2 separate regions of the Hordeum vulgare genome follow, and region 1 is linked to region 2. The links are chromatin contacts, called in public Hi-C maps. All regions are on one chromosome and are shown on one strand. Each heading gives the region's core, a stretch centred on a gene start, on an enhancer-like site or on the middle of the called end of the contact. The rest is flanking DNA. Distances are from core to core; before and after follow the strand shown.

Evidence for each region. Hi-C and Micro-C count contacts between places; a contact is called where the count stands out from the background.
Region 1: a contact with region 2 is called in a Hi-C map of seedling, with 2.6 times the contacts expected there. The contact joins two enhancer-like sites. A contact is called at or near these places in 2 of 6 Hi-C or Micro-C datasets (leaf and seedling).

What each region holds. Positions count from the first base shown.
Region 1 is chr3H:158,662,150-158,666,151 of MorexV3_pseudomolecules_assembly, forward strand. No RefSeq gene overlaps it. Among protein-coding and RNA genes, the nearest start is that of LOC123443352, 410 kb to the left of the region's middle. Within about 2 kb of position 2,457, at least 3 of the 3 cell types and tissues checked have open chromatin away from gene starts, as enhancers often do. A contact at or near this core is called in leaf and seedling, where this site is marked.
Region 2 is chr3H:157,812,839-157,816,536 of MorexV3_pseudomolecules_assembly, forward strand. No RefSeq gene overlaps it. Among protein-coding and RNA genes, the nearest start is that of LOC123441590, 170 kb to the left of the region's middle. Within about 2 kb of position 1,388, at least 3 of the 3 cell types and tissues checked have open chromatin away from gene starts, as enhancers often do. A contact at or near this core is called in leaf and seedling, where this site is marked.

The DNA of each region.
Region 1 (4,002 bases), core at 1,207-3,706, 850 kb after region 2:
GGCTATAGTTATGGCCAACTCGGCCTCACCGGCACCGCTACTGCACTCGGCGACATTTGTGGCAGAAATGAACTCCACATAAACCATGGGCTGTCCAAACATGGAGTTATCGGGATTTCTTGCAAACCGATGTACGACGCCCATGCTCTTTCACCAGTAACCTGCTGCAGAACCCAACGGTTTCCTCCCTCAACCACGAAAGCCTTCATGGTCATTTGTTTTCCATTCATCGTTGAACCAAACACCGTTCGGATGCACCTTCTAACTGCCGCATACCCTACATTAACCATGTCTCTCACTACAACTGTAGTCATCTTGCACCTAGCCACATCCACACCAGAAGGACCCTCATGTACGATGTGCCCATAAAACACTAACAAATTTTCCATAGTACCTAACGAGCAGCCATATTTACATCGTTAGTCCTTTAAAAATTATATTATTATATTCATATTGTAATAACATCCATTACTTATCTTTTTTTACATATAACAATTTAATAAATATTCACAGACGACTGTACATCTATGCATAATAATTTATATTGTATCATTTATTGCGACACTACATCTACAAAATAAATACAAGATAAATTACAATATGTCATTCATACCTCTGGTTTAATAAGCATATCCTTCCGAATACAAAATATCACCCGTATAATATCAGGGAATTCGACCTATTATCATATTAAAAAAATATTACACACATAATTTTTTTCCTACTACCAAAAGTTTTAAAATACATAGTGCATGCATATACATATCATGAGTCATATATCTACAGGGTTGACAAATTATCACATAAACAAAAATATTACACACGTGTCTTGCATGTAAAATATAATAATACTAATGGAGTTAATATATTATTACATGTTTAACAAAAATGCTAGTTACACAGACATTTTTTCGGCTAATTTTTAAATAACAGTTGCATGCAAACACGAACAAATCACCGGTAATATATGAACAAAGTCGACCTATGATCACATGAACACAAATATGAACGGAGTCTCATACCTTGATCTTCAACTTAGTAGTTCATATCGCATGACAAAATCGTTCCACAAAAGTGATAATACACTTCCTAAAACAAAAGAAAACACATACTTAGAAACTACTCAAACAAAATAAAAACATCATGCATGCAAACACGTACAACAGAAATGGACAACTCTTACCTTGATCTATCTTTTCATCAATTACGACGTCTTCAAAATATAATTTTAAACCGTCCTAAATCGCCACTTAAATCGTCATATGGAGTAGGTCTTGAGAGAAAGAGAAGAGAGTGAGAAAGAGAAGCAGTGTGGGCTCAAGCAAGGAAGAGAAACGAGTGACAGAGGAAGCAACGGCGCGACAAGAGAGTGAGAGTGGAGACAGCGACGCAGCTCCTTTATACACATAATTTTGGCACTGTTTCGTCGGTGGAGAGCAGGAAATTTTTTCATTGTTTCGTCGATGGAGACAGCGTGGGAATCAGCGCCGTCAGGTGGGAATCAGTGCCGTCATCCACACCGCCGGCCGCCAGCTGCCGAGGCGGCAAGGCCCGCATGGCCGCCTCCTTTCGTGGCGGCATGTCCCACCACTCTCTCACCGTTCCGTCGCAGCTACGCTGAAACGGAAATGCGCGCCGGCCGCCTCGCGCCGTGGCGGCAGGCCCCAGCCACCTCGCCTGGTGGCGGAAGGCGACACTCATCGCGTGGCGCGCTTGCCGTCATGGTGGGTGGGGGTCTTTTCTGCCGCTTTCGTGTACAGGTGGTTCTTTCCGACAAATAGACTCGGTTAGGGTGTTTTTTAACAAAAATTCACTGTGTACTAGTAGTACTGCATCTCCTGCAAACCTTTGTACCGCAAGTCTGCCTGAATCCATTGATTTGTCGCAACGGAGCTCATATATATATCGGTTTCTCCCGGCAAGTCTGCAGTTTGAAATAAGCATCAGTTGCACTGTCACTGCGGGTGCACTGATGTCTGGTAAAACCGTCTCAGTCCAGAAATTATACTCTGTGCGGCTGGAAAGCCCGTAGACGGTAGACGTGACCTGATCACGTGACGAAGTGATCGTGGAGAGAGTGCAACCAAGCTTATAGAGCAAGAGAGAAGAAAGACAAACCCACAAAGCGATCCAATTAAGGAAGATAAGGACTAAAGATATGCGTGAGAGGGAGGAGAGGCAAAGGCAGGTGACGGCAGGAAGTCGACTTGGAACGCGGTCTTGGCCGACGATAGCTGCCACTTGCCGTGTCATGTGGAGATGCTTTGGTTAGAAACTCGTCCACATCTTGGGAGGCTAACCAAGGACCGGCATGCAGATAGCACAGGCGCAACAGAAAACGACCACGGATCGTCGACGACGGGTGACGGGCGGTCTCGCAAGTCTGCGGGAGCTGTGAACTCGGAAGACAAGTGGGCCAACAAATGGCGACGGCACGCCACCTTTTTCCGCTTTCCTTTACCCGTGCAGTGCTAGTGGCACGCAGCAGTCAACACGGCCGATGCCTACGTCCGGCCCCACAGCTGGGAGGACAAACTAGTCGCTAGCATGATACAATCACGGACTACGTTAGAGCAACTCTAACCGGACCATCCATCCGTGTATGTCCATTTCGATCGAACGCGAACGTAAAATGCGACCCAGAGCGGCGTTTCAAACGCCCGTTCATTTTCTATCCGTCCATGATACATTTTAGATTTAAATTCAAATTACATTTACGACTTTCAGACCTGAAACAGACACGCGTCCCGTCCGCATGCTCCTACCTCTCGCCTGTTCGTCGACGGCACGGTCTTGCCTTTTCTATCCCCTTCCTCCTTTCAGAGACTGCAAATGCATAAACCCTAAGTGAACGTTTATTTTTTTCCGTCCACCTCGCTCTTCAGCCTCCTCCCTCCTCCACCCAGCAGCAGATCCACTAGCGGGGTGCCTCCTTCTTTTTGGTACGGATGATCGAGTGGTAGATCTGCAACGGTGGTTGTGAGATTTGCCGCATCCTACCGGCGGGATTTGGGGAATCCAGTCGCCGGTGAGCTGCGCTTGCCATGATTTGCCCGGGTTCCGGTCCACCCAGCGTGGGCAATGCCTTGGTGTCACATGCAATTGTTCAATCCGCCTCTAGCCGCTCGGACCTGTATTATCGTCGGTCCGCCGGCAAAGCCACGACCGGTCACCGCCCTGGCTCGGCATTGGCCTAAAGGCTTGCCGGTTCACCATTGTCATTCATAAAATGCGACGACGCCCGCTGTATTAAAATGCCTTTGATGAAATAAAAATAACGTGCAAATCCAACCCAAAAAATGTGTGATTAAAAATGGCTGTCGAACGGCCGCGAGGACGAGATTTGGGTTTGCCCATTGGACGAACTATGGATCCATTTGCAAAAAGAGATGAATACGCCAACTCATACGGATAAAAGGAGAACAAAGTGTGCGTCCTTTTGTGTCGTACGGTTGGAGTTGCTCTTACACATACAAGTAGGGTTAGATGTTTGGAAGGATATGCACATATGTATTAAAGCATCTATAGTCGGGCGTCCCAAACCGGTCACAAAATTCAGGCGGCCCATCCAGTCACGAAGATCTTGACCCAGCCGGATGCCTCAAACAGGCCTCAAATGTTCGGGCTGATCAACATCCGTCATATCCAGTACAAATATGAAAAGAATATGAGGGCGGCCGCGGCGTGTCCGTCACGTCGGCTTGGCCTAGCCTGCCCACCTTAATCCCACAAATATCTCCATCCTGCAAACCCTAGGCATCGGTCAATACATACTCCACTCCACTCCCGTCTCCGTCCACTCCGACCAGCTCCACTTCCGATCCCTTCCCCTCTGATCCGATAGCCGGCGAAGGACACAACAATGGCTCCAACGAAGAGTACGATGCCTCAAACATCGGTGTGGAAGAGCTCGCCCTCCGCGTCGCCATTAGGAGGTTGCTGCTCGAGCAAGGCGGCCCCCACGGATCTTCCTCAGTGCCCGACGCCTGTAGATGCAGCACC
Region 2 (3,698 bases), core at 138-2,637:
CCATGGCCGAAGGTCTCCCTGTCCCCGCAATGTGCGTTCGCCAACAGAGCATCAATGCTCCCCCTTCCCTATTGTCGTAGTTCCACAGTTCCCTGTCGGTTCACAGTCACGGATTTCACGGCGATCCCGTTGGGGAGAGAGAGAGAGAGGGGTAGGGAGAGAAGGAGGGATGAATGAAGGGAGGAGTACCTCGACCGCACCAGTGCCCTTACTCAGCCGCCGCCACTCCGATCCAAATCACCATCGCCGATGGCTCTCAGCACGGAGTTCTCAAGCATCACCCCCATCGGCGGTGCGTCGAGACCACAGTCGAGTCCCGCACAATAAGCTATGCCAGGCCTCCGTTTCTCGTGGTCAGTTCCTTCTCCGTAATATAGTAGGTCGTAGTTGCGGTCGCCTCCCTTCTTGTCGCTCTCCAATCTGTTCGAGAAAAGGCCCTGGAGTTTGGCCGGAGGAGACACGTCGCACTTGAGGAGCAGATCGGCCGACATGGGCCATCCCCGCAGCGGCCATGAGCACGCTCCAGGCCGCCTGACGCGGCTGTCTTCCTCGGTTCCGCCGCCGCCGCTCCGCAAACGTGTGTTGCTTGTTGTATTCGTGAGAGACAGGGCAATCAAGGTGAGACGGGAGACAAAATAAAAAATCCTCTGTGGGGTGGAGTATGGTCAGTCAAGGCCACTCTCGCTTGACTCCAGTCTCGATGTCTAGAACTGCATACTTGTTCAGAGCAAGTACAATAAGGTACGGTCAGCAGGCTGTAAGGATTAAAATACTATATTTTTGCTGAGTTGGATGAGAATGAAAGGTGGGTCATATATGATAAAAGTAGTACTCTTTTGTAGCTAACTATTGTACAAGCTAGCTATAAGGTGGGCTATAAGATGGCTTATAGCCAGCAGTTGGCTATACTATTAACCATGCTCTCATTCCAGTTGAAGCCATGCAACAACTCCTACTGGGTACGGGGTAGTGGTCGTCCGTCCCTACCCAGTACCCACTCGCTTGACTCCCTATAAACTGCAGATCCGTAGGATGTGATCTGTGGCGGAAGTCAGTGCTCGGGCTTGCTTCTCGTGGAAACGATTGGACCCGTGGCCGCGGGGCGTCCGTCGACGGCACCGACGCCCAACTGCATGCAACGCACCGGCTACGAGCAGTAACTGCACGTACCAGACGCGGATCTCGGGCAAAATCCGAGGCCCCAGCCGGTCAACCCCCAACTGGCTCGCTGCTCCGTGGGGCATGTGGTGGGGATGGAGAACTGGAGAAAAAAGATGGACACGAGCGCGGCGGTCCACCGGCGCCGCAATCCACGCACGGGACGGGTTCTCCGTCTTCTCCCGCTGCTGGGTGGGGGACGCGGGGACCGGAGACTCAGGCGAGAGGAGGTCGACGCACGGTCAGAGACGCGGAGCGGCTGCTACCGCGGTCGGTTGGGCCCTGCCTCCGCCCTCGTCCTCTACGTCTGGTCGCCACCGTCGCGGGTTCTGCACGTTGTCGCTTCTCTGGCGCCAGAACGGGGATGATGATATGGTGGTGAGGTTTGGCTTGGTTGGAGGGAAGACCGTTTTGTCTGCTTTATTAATTTCCTTTCTTCTGTATTTTGGGAGATTCCTTCTTGCTTGTTTGCAACGGGGACTTCCATTTTACTGCCAGCGGGGAAGGAAGAAGATAATTTGGGGAAGACGTTTTGGGGGCCGAATACATGTATGTTCTGTTCTTACCCTTCATCTCGTTTAAGGACGTGTACCATGATGTTATCTTCGAAGACAAAAGAACAAAAAATAAGTGTAGCACAATACATAGGGAAACATAAGTAAAACAGTAATACCACAAATAAAAAAAAAATACTTGTATCATGAGACCAAGATTCAGTAAGAACTGAAAACAACTAGCCTTAGAAATTATGAATACATTTTGCCAAAACAATAATATTCCTCTACGCCAACATCAAGGCAGCGCTAGCCTGATCATTCTTCCTTGAGATAAATACACTATGAGTGCCTTAACTTGTCCGACGCGGTCACTTTGGTTCCTAAAGTTGCAAAATACGCAAAATCGGTGCCGTAACTTGTCCCTTCGTTCTAATACAGTGCCTCCTCGCGTATTCAGCCGTATGTAGCGCACAAGTGGCATGTCAGATTGTCGTGGCCCACATGTCAGTGGCTGGTGGCGCGTCGTGGTGATGGAATGCTGATTCTTTTACGGGAAACCCCCTGCAGTTTAGTTTAAAGTCGCAAAAAAGCCCTTGTTCTCCATGTATATGGTCAGTTCCCTCAATTCCCAAATCAAAAAAGGAAATCCCTAATTCTATACACGCGACCACGGCGGCATCGTCGATTCGTCCTTGGCCGACGTGGATCTAGACGAGGAGGACAGAAGGCCGGCGTCATTTCTCCCCCCCTCCTCCTTGCCGGTAGAGATGGTTGTATGCAACCACAACAAGCCTGAGCTCTTTCATGTCACCAAAAATCATGCCAACTTTAAAAGCCGGTGCTTTCAGGTCAGTAGATGGATTGAATGTGCTAAATTTGTGCCTAAACTTGTCTCCTTCTTCTTTCGACAGGTTCAAATGGTTGTCATCTAAGGCATCTTCAGGAAGTTCACCTTCAAAGTCCTACACAATCTCCTTCTCTCTATAATCATCAACATCTTTGTCTACATTGTTATCAAACAGATCATCATCACCTTCTGCTACTTCATAATCACTCTCATAAAAGTCCTCATCTGTTTCAATTTCTTCATTGGCATCATCTCCATGTTCTTCACTACTGTCATTTGCATCTTGAGCACCACTATCATCAGTCTCACAATTGCCATCTTCTTCCTCAAATTCCTGATTTGTAACATGTGAGCTACTGCCTTCACCAAATGACATAAATCTTTTTTGCTTTCTTGTAGTTACATCTCATATGTCTTGGAATTTCTGGTTTGTCAAAGCTGGGTACATTTTCTTTACCCTTTGCCGACTTAACTGGAGTAATAACCCTTGGGAGCTCATGCATCCCCACTCCCAACACATTATCGGTGCTTACTGACTCTAGGGTGTCAGCATGATCTACCAGTAGGAGCAAGTTTTTGTGATCCACTGTTGCAGCAATCATAAGGACAATGTTTGCATCAGACGCAATCAACTGTAGGCCATCACACATAGAATTCCTAGGTTTGCTCCAGTACACATCAATCTTGGAGATTGCTCTATTATATCCCAATTGGAGAAGGAAATCGTCAATCCACAGAATTGACCAACTATCAGTGTCACAACCATCAAACCAATCGATTTCATGATCCATGTAGGTCATGTTGCTATCACTTCCATAGAAAAACCCTTTGTGATGGATCTCAACTCAGAACATTCCATCAAATTGTACTACACAAATAAGAGAACTATCACTGCCACATATCCAAGATCATCCCCTTTCAAATAAAAAGTCCCCTCCTTGATAACCCCCCAAAAAACCCTAGCCCTATTACGCCTGAAAAGGGAGGAACAACAGAGAAATGAAGGTACTAACAGTAGGAAGGAGGTCCCTCTCGTGGACGTCGACGACGCGGGCCATCCATCGCCGCGGCCGCCGCCGGTCGTCGTGCCGTGCCGCACCAGCTTCGCCGCCGCCTTGCAATGATCGGGAGAAGAGGAGAGGGCATGAAGCGGTGCGACTCAGATAGAAGAGATAGGGGATTAAGGGACCGTAAAA